Linked DNA regions of Sus scrofa: all the other regions are linked to region 2. Evidence: chromatin contacts called from public Hi-C data. All regions are on one chromosome and are shown on one strand. Each heading gives the region's core, a stretch centred on a gene start, on an enhancer-like site or on the middle of the called end of the contact. The rest is flanking DNA. Distances are from core to core; before and after follow the strand shown.

Evidence for each region. A called contact is a pair of places that touch in the nucleus more often than the background predicts.
Region 1: a contact with region 2 is called in a Hi-C map of embryonic fibroblasts, with 2.2 times the contacts expected there. The contact joins the promoter of ACVR1 here to the promoter of CYTIP in region 2. A contact is called at or near these places in 4 of 47 Hi-C or Micro-C datasets (embryonic fibroblasts, fibroblasts and liver) and 1 of 2 datasets of contacts at active chromatin or transcription factors (alveolar macrophages).
Region 3: a contact with region 2 is called in a Hi-C map of embryonic fibroblasts, with 3 times the contacts expected there. The contact joins the enhancer-like site here to the promoter of CYTIP in region 2. A contact is called at or near these places in 4 of 47 Hi-C or Micro-C datasets (alveolar macrophages, embryonic fibroblasts, fibroblasts and 1 more).

The regions. Positions count from the first base shown.
Region 1 is chr15:64,889,568-64,893,282 of Sscrofa11.1, reverse strand. It overlaps ACVR1 (activin receptor type-1), which reads left to right and starts at 1,630. Exons shown (of 11, transcript XM_001927798.7): 1 at 1,630-1,782.
Region 2 is chr15:64,419,215-64,422,806 of Sscrofa11.1, reverse strand. It overlaps CYTIP (cytohesin-interacting protein), which reads left to right and starts at 1,501. Exons shown (of 9, transcript XM_021074749.1): 1 at 1,501-1,650; 2 at 3,152-3,262. The coding sequence starts at 3,260.
Region 3 is chr15:64,763,595-64,767,360 of Sscrofa11.1, reverse strand. All of the region lies in intron 9 of ACVR1 (activin receptor type-1), which reads left to right. It overlaps LOC102166560 (a long non-coding RNA gene), which reads right to left. Exons shown (of 3, transcript XR_002339475.1): 2 at 2,301-3,766. Among named protein-coding and RNA genes, the nearest start is that of ACVR1, 130 kb to the left of the region's middle. Within about 2 kb of position 1,325, at least 14 of the 83 cell types and tissues checked have an H3K27ac peak or open chromatin away from gene starts, as enhancers often do. A contact at or near this core is called in embryonic fibroblasts, where this site is marked.

The sequences.
Region 1 (3,715 bases), core at 381-2,880, 470 kb before region 2:
CATAAAGCCCTTCCCCTTATGGAAAAATGCCCCAGCCTTCTGCATCTTTGTGCTTATATAATACCTAGGTATTCTTTTCTAGCAGTTTCATGTATATTTGCTTTGTGTTTCTAATTAAATTGTCAACTCCTGACCTGCAGGGACCAGATCTTCCATTTTCTTTGCAACCTTTTGCAGTACAGCAGACAGTCACCCAGTAAATGCCTGCTGCATGAATGAACCTGCAGAGATAAAAATACTTTATGGTATTCCCAGTTATTGGTTTCACGCTTATATTTGGCTTTGTGATGGGGTTATACATTCTAAACTTCTAGAGGGTAGAGAAAATGGCCTGGTGCTTTCCTTACACTCTGCAGGCACCATGCAAAATTCGATCCTCGCATGCCTTTTTGATGCTCTGGATAATATTAGAACACTGGAGTGTTTTTGTGTATCCAAGGACCGAGGTTGTCAGCCTCTCTGTGGCGGGGAATGTTCCTTCCTTTCCACTGTAAGCTCTCATGGCGCCTAGGACAGCGGTAGGTTACCGCAGACCCCCGCCCCTGTACCCCCCCATTTTTTTTTTTTTTTTTTTTAAATAAGGAGGTGTACTGCGAAAATGGCAAGCTCTTGCATAACCCCAGACCTTGAGGGGAAATGAGCAAAGTGGAAGGGGATTTGAAGGCAGGTCAGAAATGGCCTGGATGAGAATGCCGAGGCTTCTCTGTGAGAATCCAGTCGGCCAGGCAGGACTCCAACCGCTCGCAACCCGCAGTCCCGGGCCGGGGAGGCAGCCCGCCCGCCGGCCCGCCCACCCCGCGCGCCCCCGGGAGCTGTCCAGACAGCCCCGCCCGCGCCTACCTGGGCTCTCACCCCGCCGTGCGGCCTCTCTGCCTCCCACCCTGGCCGCGGGAGCCCGGCTCAGGCCTGCCCCGCCGCCTCCCCGCCTCGAAGGAGCCCCGCGGGAGGCGCGCTCGCAGCCTCCTCTGGGCTGGCCAGACAGCGTGGGGCGCGCCGGGGGCGGCTCGGCCAGGCTCGGCGGGGCTCGGCGGGCTCGCCCCGGGCCGGGCGCCTGCAGGGGGCGCGGGAACGGCCCCGCCCCGCCGCCTTCCCTCTCCCTCCCGGCTCCCTGGAACCGCGCCGGGAGGAAATGATGTGTTGCTGCCTGGTTAATCACAGCTCCAGACACTCATTGGCCGAGCGCTCCGCAGCCACTTCCTTCTCCTCCTCCTCCCGCTCCTCCCGCTCCCGCTCCTGCTCTTTGCAGCCGCCGCCGCCGCCGCAGCCTCCCCCTCGGCGCTGGGGGAACTTTTCTACTCTCAGTGACCGACTCCCCCGCCGCCCCCCGGCCAGCCCCCACCCGGCCCGCCCCGCCCGCTGCAGTCCTCCCAGCCCTGTCCGCAGCGCCTCGGGAAGTTTATTCCGCCCGCCCTCCTCCCCTTCCTTCTCCTCCGCCTCCTCTTCACCCCGCCTCCCCTCCCTCCCCCGGCTCTTTTCCCGGGGTGGCTGCCGCTGCCGCTGCCGCCGCTGTCTCTGCCAGGCTGCTCCTCGGCCAGCCGCACCGGCCCCAGGGCTGGAAAGCCCCTGGCCCCCAGCACCGGCTCGCCGTACCCGCCCGCCGCAGCCGCCGCCGCCGCCGCCGCCGCCGCTCGGGGCCGGTCGCCCGCCCTCGGCCCCGCGGAGTTCCGGGCTCCCTCGCCGGCTGCACCGCCCCGCCCCGCCCCGCGCCGCGCCGACCTGCAGCGCCCGGCTGGCTCGCACTCCGCCTCCCCGGCTCAGCCCCCCGCCGCCGCGGGACCAGAGGTGAGGGCAGGTCGCCGGCCGCCCCTGCCAGAGACCGGAGGACCGTGGGAGGAGGGAGCCTAGGCAGGAGAAGGGGCAGGGAATGGGGGTGGGAGGGTGGGCGTCAGCGGTGCTTCCCCCTCGCTTTCATTCCTTTCTCCCCCAAGCCGATCCACTCTTGGTGGGGGAAGCAGCCGCGGAAAAAAACTGTCTTGCTGTGGCCCTGAACTGCCAGTGGGATATGGGAGAGGGCAGAGGCAAGGAGTGGGTGGTCGTGTGTGTGTGTGTGTGTGTGTGTGTGTGTGTGTATATGTATGTATGTATGTGTGTGCGCATATGCATGTAGTGAACTCCTTCAGGGTGTGCGCCTCTGACTTGTAAATCGATCTGGCCGCCTGGCCACGGGGCTCACCTTCCTAGCTGAGCTTCGTAGAGAGTAAAGGGATGGGCGAATCACCCCCCACCTTCAAAATATCCGTCTCTTCCAAGAGGAATTTTCTGCTGGAGAGACAGCCAATAAACTCTGCTCAATGCCCTCCCTCCCTCCGTTCTTCCTAGCTGCAGTTTCAAAAAGCTTCAAAGCCAGGAATGTGGGATTCATCTTCCGATCCCCAGAAGGCAAATGTGGTTACAGATGTTGCACGGTACTTTGCCAAGTTTAAAACCCTTCCTTCAACACTGTAACCAAAACAGTGAGGCTAGAACCTTGGGCGCGCTGATATATGTGGGCCTCGGACTGTTGGACTCACTAACCCGTCGGGTTCTTGAGTATCTCAGCTCTGCCCAGTTTGTGCCAGATCTGTCTCCCACTCAGCTCCGACCCCCCTTTTCCTCCGGAGTTTTGAACGCTCTTTGCAGGGGAGAGAAGCTATAGAGGAAGCTACTTAGGGAAAAAAAAACATTCAACCTCCTAGCAGAGGAAAAGTCTTGGTGAAAAAGTTGTGCTTAATACGGCTCTGGGAGAGAGGTAGCCAAGTAATACAGTGGATGTTAATTTTATTGGGCTTTCTTTGCTTTCTTTTTTGAAGTGTGTGTCTGTGATTGAGGTTAGATGATGAGAAAAGAAACTTGTTTCATAGAGATTTTTTGTATTTTCGAAAAGAAGCCCTGGCATTTAGACACAGATCAACCCAGTGGTTTTAAAAGAATCCTGTCCCAGAGATGCAGACTGCTCTGACAGCTCAAGGAAAGGCGGTGGCAAAAAATAGATACCACCTCCCTTTCCCCCCAAAAAAATTCTTCCTGGAAAGGTAGTGGTAAGAAATTTCAAGAGATGGGCTGATCCAAGTGGCGGGCCTTAAATGGAAACACTATAGTATGTCCTGGCACTTGTCTCTGGAGGTGGGTGGCTGGCGGTGGGGGGTGGGGGTGCGGCTTGGGCAGCCAGCAGACACCACCAGACTTGTGCTGACCTCATACACTGGCCTCTCCATCCACTTTTACAGTATGCTTGAGTATGAAGTATGAGTCCTCTGCATTTCACTGATGGGGACACAAGGCTCAAGAGGCTATCTTAGGCCTGGACAGGACTTGAATCACCTGGCTTCCAAGACCAAATCACTTTTGTGTGTGTGTGGTGTATGATTCAGTTGTTTTTGTTTTCTGCCCTGGGATTAAAAAAACAAGGCTTTTGAGGCTGAGATGTGTAGGCCTTAGATTGATGGAATTGTGTTGGGTAATCTAATTTCTACTGTCGCCCCTTGTAAAAATACTCAAAGGTGGTGAATGATGTTCTGATAAATTCTGGAGAGATGGCAAAAAATCAAGGGCCGGGATGGGTTCATTCTCTACGTTTCTAGCAGTATAAGTGTATTTTACCTGAATAGGAGAGAGTGGTTTTCAATAAAACTTGATATAGGTAGTAGTTGTACCACTTTTGTACCTTGGAAGAGAGTGAGCATTTGAATCTCAATAAGTTTCTTGTTACCTCTAAGTAACGTAAAAGAATACCAAG
Region 2 (3,592 bases), core at 252-2,751:
AAGTTTAATACTAGTCGCTAAAAAATATGAAAGAATATATTTATACATATTTAGGTTTTAGTTACACATCTGTTTAAATAAATATGTGATAAGCTTGGTGTGGGAACTAGAGAAGTAAAAACTAGATGTCATCTGGTCTTGAAAAATGAACAATTTTCCAGGTGGACAGAATGCATGTGTGCCTGCGTTAGAACCAGTGGTGTGTAGCCCTCAAGGCAGAGGGTTTAATAAGTATGATTTAGTGAAAATTATTAAAATCTGTGCTGTACTGAGAAAAATAGGGACATGAGGCTGAGGCTGGACTAGTAGTTTGTGGCCCAGTGTGGATGCTATTTAACTAAGATATGGAGCTTGAATTTCACGACACGTGTGTTAACTAACATACTTGAGTGCCAAATCAATATTATACCTCTGTTATACTGTGTTTAGTCAAGGAAGTGTTTATGAGGGAGGGAAGTTGGGTTTTAGATAGGGTTATAATTCCCCCTGACTTTCAAAACATGTGTAAGTTGCTGAGTGAGACTTGCAACGCCCCTAGATTTCATCAAAACGGGGTTGGGTTAGTGACTCCCAGGACAGACTAGAATCATTATCTTACATCTTTAAGACACAGCAGCTTAAATTCTTTTTGATTCATCAGAAAGACACATTTAAAAAAAGCAACGTCTTTTGTCCAGTTAGTCTTGGATAACCATATACCTTAAAATATCTGGAGTCCATTGCTTAAGGAGAAGTATTTAGAAACAACATAAGTCATTTTCTAGATCTGCCCAGCCATTTTGTCACATAAAATTTAAAAAAAAAAAAAGGTCAGAAAAAGACCCATGGATAAAAGCTCTCTGCTTCACCAAATATGCTTGCTCATATGATTAGTCATTTTTAAAAACCCAGATTATTTATACAAACTGCTTGGAATGATACTATGATCTTAACTCTTTTTGTCTGCCTACAGTAATTCCACAAACATTTAGGATTGCTCACAATAAAGCTTTGTTTATGGTGTCTTAACGCACTTTGGATATTCCCAATTTCTACCATCGTAAAGAGATTTACAGGTAAGTTGAGAAATTTTCTTTTGTGCGTTTGCTCAGCACTTAGCACATTATAGACATTCTGAAGGATGGAGAACATTCCATTAAACAATTTGGGCAAAATAAAATGTAAATAAGTACATTAAGTAGTATAGCCATGTGCTTAGTGCCCTGATTGGGCAAAAAGAGGGCATGGACTAGCATAAGAGCCTGGAGGAGCATAGATCTTGGCTGTCTTTCTTGTTTGTCCACCCCCAGTATCCAGTACAGAGTAAGTACTCAATAAATACCTGAGGTCTAATGAAACAATGAATAGACTCTTTTTCCTCAGGACTTTCCTTACAGTGGTTATCTTAAGGGCATAATAAAATAATTGCTCCATGACTACTTGGGCTCATGAGTTAATGTTTGCAAAGCACTTTGAATTTCTTGGGGAAAAGAATGGTGTTTTTGTTGGCACCATATCATGTTTGCAGTGGCACACAATTACTCCTCCTCCTCTTCCTCCAGCTGCCCACACTGTGCCCTCCTCTAGCTCCATGCTGGCCCAGAAGCTCCCAGAAGGCAGCCACACCGCTCTCAATGCCTTCTTCCAGACACCTCCAGCCCTGCAGGAGAGGTAGGGACAGAGCAAATACCGGAAAGATTTCTTTAAGACCTTGCAGAAGACTCTGGAGAAATGAAACTTGGATTGATCCTAATAATGCTTACAGCCACTGTAAGAGGGATTGCAGGCTATTGGTCAGCTATGGAAGAATCTTTGGGGGCAGGCAGGTTGATCCCTGAGGACACAGTATACTACATCCTGAAGAGGAGCTAGAGGGTGTCATATGGGCAATTGGGAACATGGACCGTAGCAGCTGGTTTCTAAGGTGTATATATATAGTTTTAGAGACACAATACAAAACCTTGACTAGTTACTGGCAGAAAACACTATAATGTTGTTAGAAGGGACTCATAAGATAAGATGGGTTTCTTTTATATGAAGGTGGGCAAAAAGTATGATTACTTTTTCTATTTTTTAATATTTGATGATGGAAAAAAATAGATTCTCTCTCACAATAGATAATCGTAGGTGGCAATGTTTTCCAATGTGTTTATTGCCCTGAGTTTTTGAAACTCAATCATTTAACAGTTCAAATGTGATTTGGAAAACAAAAGCTGTTTTCCATTAAGAAAGATTGCCCTTTACGGACACATTCAAGAAAAAGAAGTTTTTTGTTGTTGCTGCTGTTTGTTTGTTTTTCTTTTTGAGGTTACAATATATTTTCACCTGATCACACACAATGAATATCTCAAGGTAATTCAGGGAAAACTGGTTACAGGTGCAGAATAACTAGAATGACTATCAGTGACAGATCTTGCCTTCAAGGCAGGAACATGTCCTATTTTTCACAACTTTGAAAAGATTTGTTTTCCAAACCAAATCATGACGTTTTCTCTCTGTGTGGAAAAATTTCCATGATACATATTTATATGCTAGTTGCTGTATGTGTGGCAAATTTGCTCTCTCTAGAAATCATTTCTAGGGATTGGAAATGAACATTATGTGGATGAAAACTAATATGGTTACCTATTGAAAATATAAATCACATAAATGATGTCTGTTTTGTTTAAGAGAAAAGCTCAGCTAAGCTTGGCTTTAGCTGAATAGCACGAAGTTAACTAAAAGTCGTAAATTTTTTTTAGAAAAAATTGTGGAAGTTCCTTCCAAATAAATTGCACTTATTAATCTAAAAACAAAAGCAAGGGGATAAAATTTCTAGTTATATTATAGTAAGTAGCATTTGAAACTCTGAAAGCTTAGAGTCCCCATAAAAGCCACATATGAAACATTTAATTGGGAGTAACGCTAGATAAGAAATGGTTTCTTCTGCTACTTGATTCATTACAGGATGAAGCACCTTGATTTTCTATTTGTACAGAGCTTGAGAATCACATAGGCATTAATGAATTTTTGTGGTTTCTCTCTCTCTTTGTGAGGTATTTGACAGCAGACAGTTTGTCTTTGTCCTGAAACAAATAGATGGGAACCCCCTTCAGGAAAGATGAAGAGCGCAGCTGAGTTAGGGTGAGATCAAATTTCCTTTTTGGAATGTCAGTGTCCTGTTGCATTGCAGGGGGCTGTAAATTCACTTAGAGCAGACTAGACGATACCCTGATACCCCACATGCTCTGGTGTGGAGACCAGGAGGGATTGCTGACAGAGATTTGCCAATTAAACTTCTATGGTAAGTTTGACTTTGAAATATGCAGTTGATTCTTATTCTGTTCTTTTCTTTGATGTGGGAGAGGGGAGGAAGTAAATGAGTTTGAATGAAGTATTATAAAATAAATAAAATATTCACAGGATTGTTGCTGAGAATTCAAGTGTTTAATGAGTAAATTGGTTTGCTCTTTTCAGATTCTTCCCTAAATATTCTGAACTTCTACTTGTTGCTAGTGGGTCTCTTTTTATTGTTCTTCTTGTTATCATATCTCCTCTACTTTTTCTGATATCATATAGTCAGTAGATTTGATGATGGGGATATCTTCTATCAAGGCAAATGTTGAGTTTGTGA
Region 3 (3,766 bases), core at 76-2,575, 340 kb before region 2:
CACCACAACGGGAACTCCTCACTGTGATTTAAATGTCTTATATAGTAGGACTGTTGCTTATCCATCCTATATATACTAGTTTACATCTGCTAATCCCCTACTCCCAGTCCTTCCCTCCCCCCCCTTGGCAACCACAAAGTCTGTTCTCTATGTCTTAGTCTGTTTCTGTTTTGTAGATAAGTTCATTTGTGTCATATTCTAGACTCCACATATAAGTGATATCATATGGTATTTATCTTTTTCTGACTTGCTCTGCTTAGTATGATAATCTTTAGGTCCATCCATGTAGCTGCAAACGGCATTATTTCATTCTTTTTTATAGCTGAGTAATAGTCCATTTTGTGTGTGTGTGTGTGTGTGTGTGTGTGTGTATGTGTGTGTGTGTGTGTATACCACATCTTCTTTATCCATTCATCTATTGATGGGCATTTAGGTTGTTTCCATGTCTTGGCTATTATAAACAGTGCTGCATTAAACAGAAGGGTGCATGTATCTTTTTGAATTATAGTTTTGTCTGGGTATATACCCAGGAGTGGGGCTGCTGGATCATATGGCAACTCTATTTTTACTTTTTTGAGGAATCTCTATATGGAGCTTTTGAAAAGGCAGTGTACCCAGATTGTACCAGCAAATGCATTTAGACGACGGGACACATGTTCCATTATTGTGTTTGGTTCTTACACAACGTGTTGTGAGGTGTTTCTTTGCTTGCTGTGGCTCTCCATGTGGCTATCACACAGCACACAGAGGCCTGTGTCAACGGCAGCAGCCTCTGTGCAGCTGGATGGTGCCTCTTCTGGGCCCGCTTGAGGCAGTGAAATGTTATCACTAATACTGTGGGCTCTGGAATCAGCCTCTGACTCAGTCACATCAGTTTCATCATCCAAAAAGTACAATAACAGTATGCACTTTAAAGGGTTCTGATGATTAAGTGAGAGATGTATGTAAAGCATCAAGCACATGTGTGGCATATGCTACATGCTCAATGCCATTGCCATGAGTTTTGTTACTGTTCCACTGGACCTGAGTGATGGTGGCTGCTTGCAGACCTCAGCTGCCCTCTCCCCACCTCTCTTTATGCCACTGCATCCCCTGGTACTACACGTGTTTCCTCTTCACCACCCACAGGAGGGCTATGTGGAAATTATTTCACTGTGACTGGCTTTGATTATTTTGTGGTGGAATCCAGTGTTGAAATATGTCAAGAAGTGTTTGCATCTCACACAGAAAAAAACCCTGCTGGCCAAGTTGCCTCTCTTAATGGGGTGGGGACTAGGAAATACTTGTTAGAACAAGCTTATGTTTGGCACACATACTTTGGAAAACCTCTTCTGATAAGTCCTTGGGCTTGCCAAGGAACGGCATGTGCTTCTGTTCCTAAGCACAATGGGCTTGTGTACGGAAACCATGACAGCTCTTATTTTCTTCAGCAACTTAATATCTGATATTGTTTCATGATTTTATTTCACTGCTCTAGTGTATATTAAGATTTGAACAAAGGGAAGAATCATATCAGGGAAACTTAAAAATATTCATTCAAATAATTCCTTTCAGGTTTGATTATTTTATTCCTGCCCCCAACCACTCAATTTATAGGTATAGGAATCAGTGGGGAAAAAAATCCTTCCTTCTGACTCCATCTCCATATTCCTGAGAGTGGTTGGGGGCAGGAATAAGGAGGCAGAGTCAGAAGGAAGGATTTTTTTCCCCCACTGATTTCTGGAATTTCACAACCCTGATTTAACATACAGACCAGAGGGGGGCAGTCCAGTGACCTCATGACAAAATAGCCAGAGAAGCCAGCAAAACTTTATTAAAGCAAATTTTTCCTTGATATGCCTTGAAGAGCTGCCCTTCACCAAGGCATGTCTATGATGACCACCTTCTAATGGCCTGAGCATCCATGAATGATATGCTCCTTTTCTCATGAGACCTCCACAACTAGCAAGTGCTTAGAACCCTTGTGGAGCTTCTCTCTCTAGATTTGGGGCTGTGTGAGATATAAGGTGTCTTGTCATAGCTCAGCTCAGAGCATGGCTGTGCATTTGTCCTAGGCCCTTCAACCTCTCCTGACAACTATATCATCAATATTTTCAGTTGGGCCTAACCATATAGCAATATGTAACCATTTACGTTGGCTCTACTACATCATGGAGACTTCCATGATAAGTAACAAATGAATTAACAGATTTCAGACAATGCCGTTGGTCTTGACTCTGAAAGATGTGCTCAGTTCCTTATGCCTGTGAACTGTGATGGGGATGGCGGGATGACGTCTTTGCGGTCACATGTGTACTTACTTATTAGCAGGGAACAGAGCTGTCCTTTCATTTCTGTTCCTGTTTCAGAAAGAGAACCTGCCTTGAGGTACGTCAGGGCTTCTCAGTGAGTGCACCCTCTTGGGTTAAAGGGACGCCTGAGGTACTGATTCTTTGAAATCTCCAGCAGTGAGGCAGGGCCAAGGGGAATTGGAATCTCCTAGGCTGCTGTCACCTCTATCATGAGCAGTTCCATCCTTTTATCTAGTAGTTTTCCATGTGGGCTGTGGCATAAAAACCATGTTTGAAATCCTCCTGTGAGAAATGTTAAGCAAAGTAACACAAATAATAGATATACCTTTTTGAATCTTAATCTTACCAGGAAAAAAATACCTCTTTGAAAATTGTTTCCCAAGATTCTTTCATACATGTACTACCTTTATGATTTTTTTTCATATCCAGATGCCATTTCTAACATTATTTTCTTAATCATTTCATTTAAATTGGTTTTTAAACATATTTTTTAAAAGGAAATTAATGTCACTATTGGAAATGGGAAAACCAGTATCCCATGGAACTAAATGGAAGGTAACTATAAAAATACATACGCAGTGATTTAATAAGATGAAAAAGATTTGTCTGTGAACCACATTCCACTTTCTCACATGCCACCCCTGAAGGAAACTCTGTATTAACTTAGAGTCCTCTCAGAGGTCAAACATGAGCCATTCTAATCCTCTTTAAAAATGTCTTTAGTTGTAATGTTCTAATCTCTAAAGGGTTTCATAATTTCTCTAGGAATTAACTGTTAACATCAGGTCTCTGTATAGATGTAGCTGCTGCGGTTCCATTCCCCTCACCTGTTACCTGGATGTTGGATGTGACCACCAAGTTGCAGGGCAGTGAAGAGAGATGGTGTAACGTGAAGTGAGCAATCCCCACTGTGATGGGATTACAGAATAGAATCCGGGAAATGGATTCTGGTTCATCTATGTCATTAGTTAGTTGTGAACTTGGAACAATGAATTTTCCCTGGGTGGCCCTCAGTTTCTTCTTGAGGAAAATGCAGGCTGTGATCTACCTGATTCTAACATGTCTCACCTTCAGATTATTCAAATTATAGCCAAATCCATAATCTGCACTTGAGAAAGCTCCAAAGCTTTGAAAGCCAAAAACATTTGGTTTGGCTGGAGAGGATCATGAGGAAGGCCTTGTATCCAGAGACTTGCATTTTAGAAAGACCCCTCTGGTATTTCATGCTGTTTGAAGCCCTGTCCAGGGCATTCTTGTTGATCTGCACATCCATTTTGTGACGCGTATTTTAAAGGTGTTGGAACTCACGTCTGGCAATTAAGGGTTTTACTTAGAAAGATCAGGCAAATGAATGATAGGGATATTGGTTATAAAGACAGATTTGCCCTAGAGAAAACTTTCAGGGAGACAATAGGTCTAGGAAAAAAAGATGGTATAAATCAGATAGACATGTCCAAGGTTGTGGGGAGGAGGTT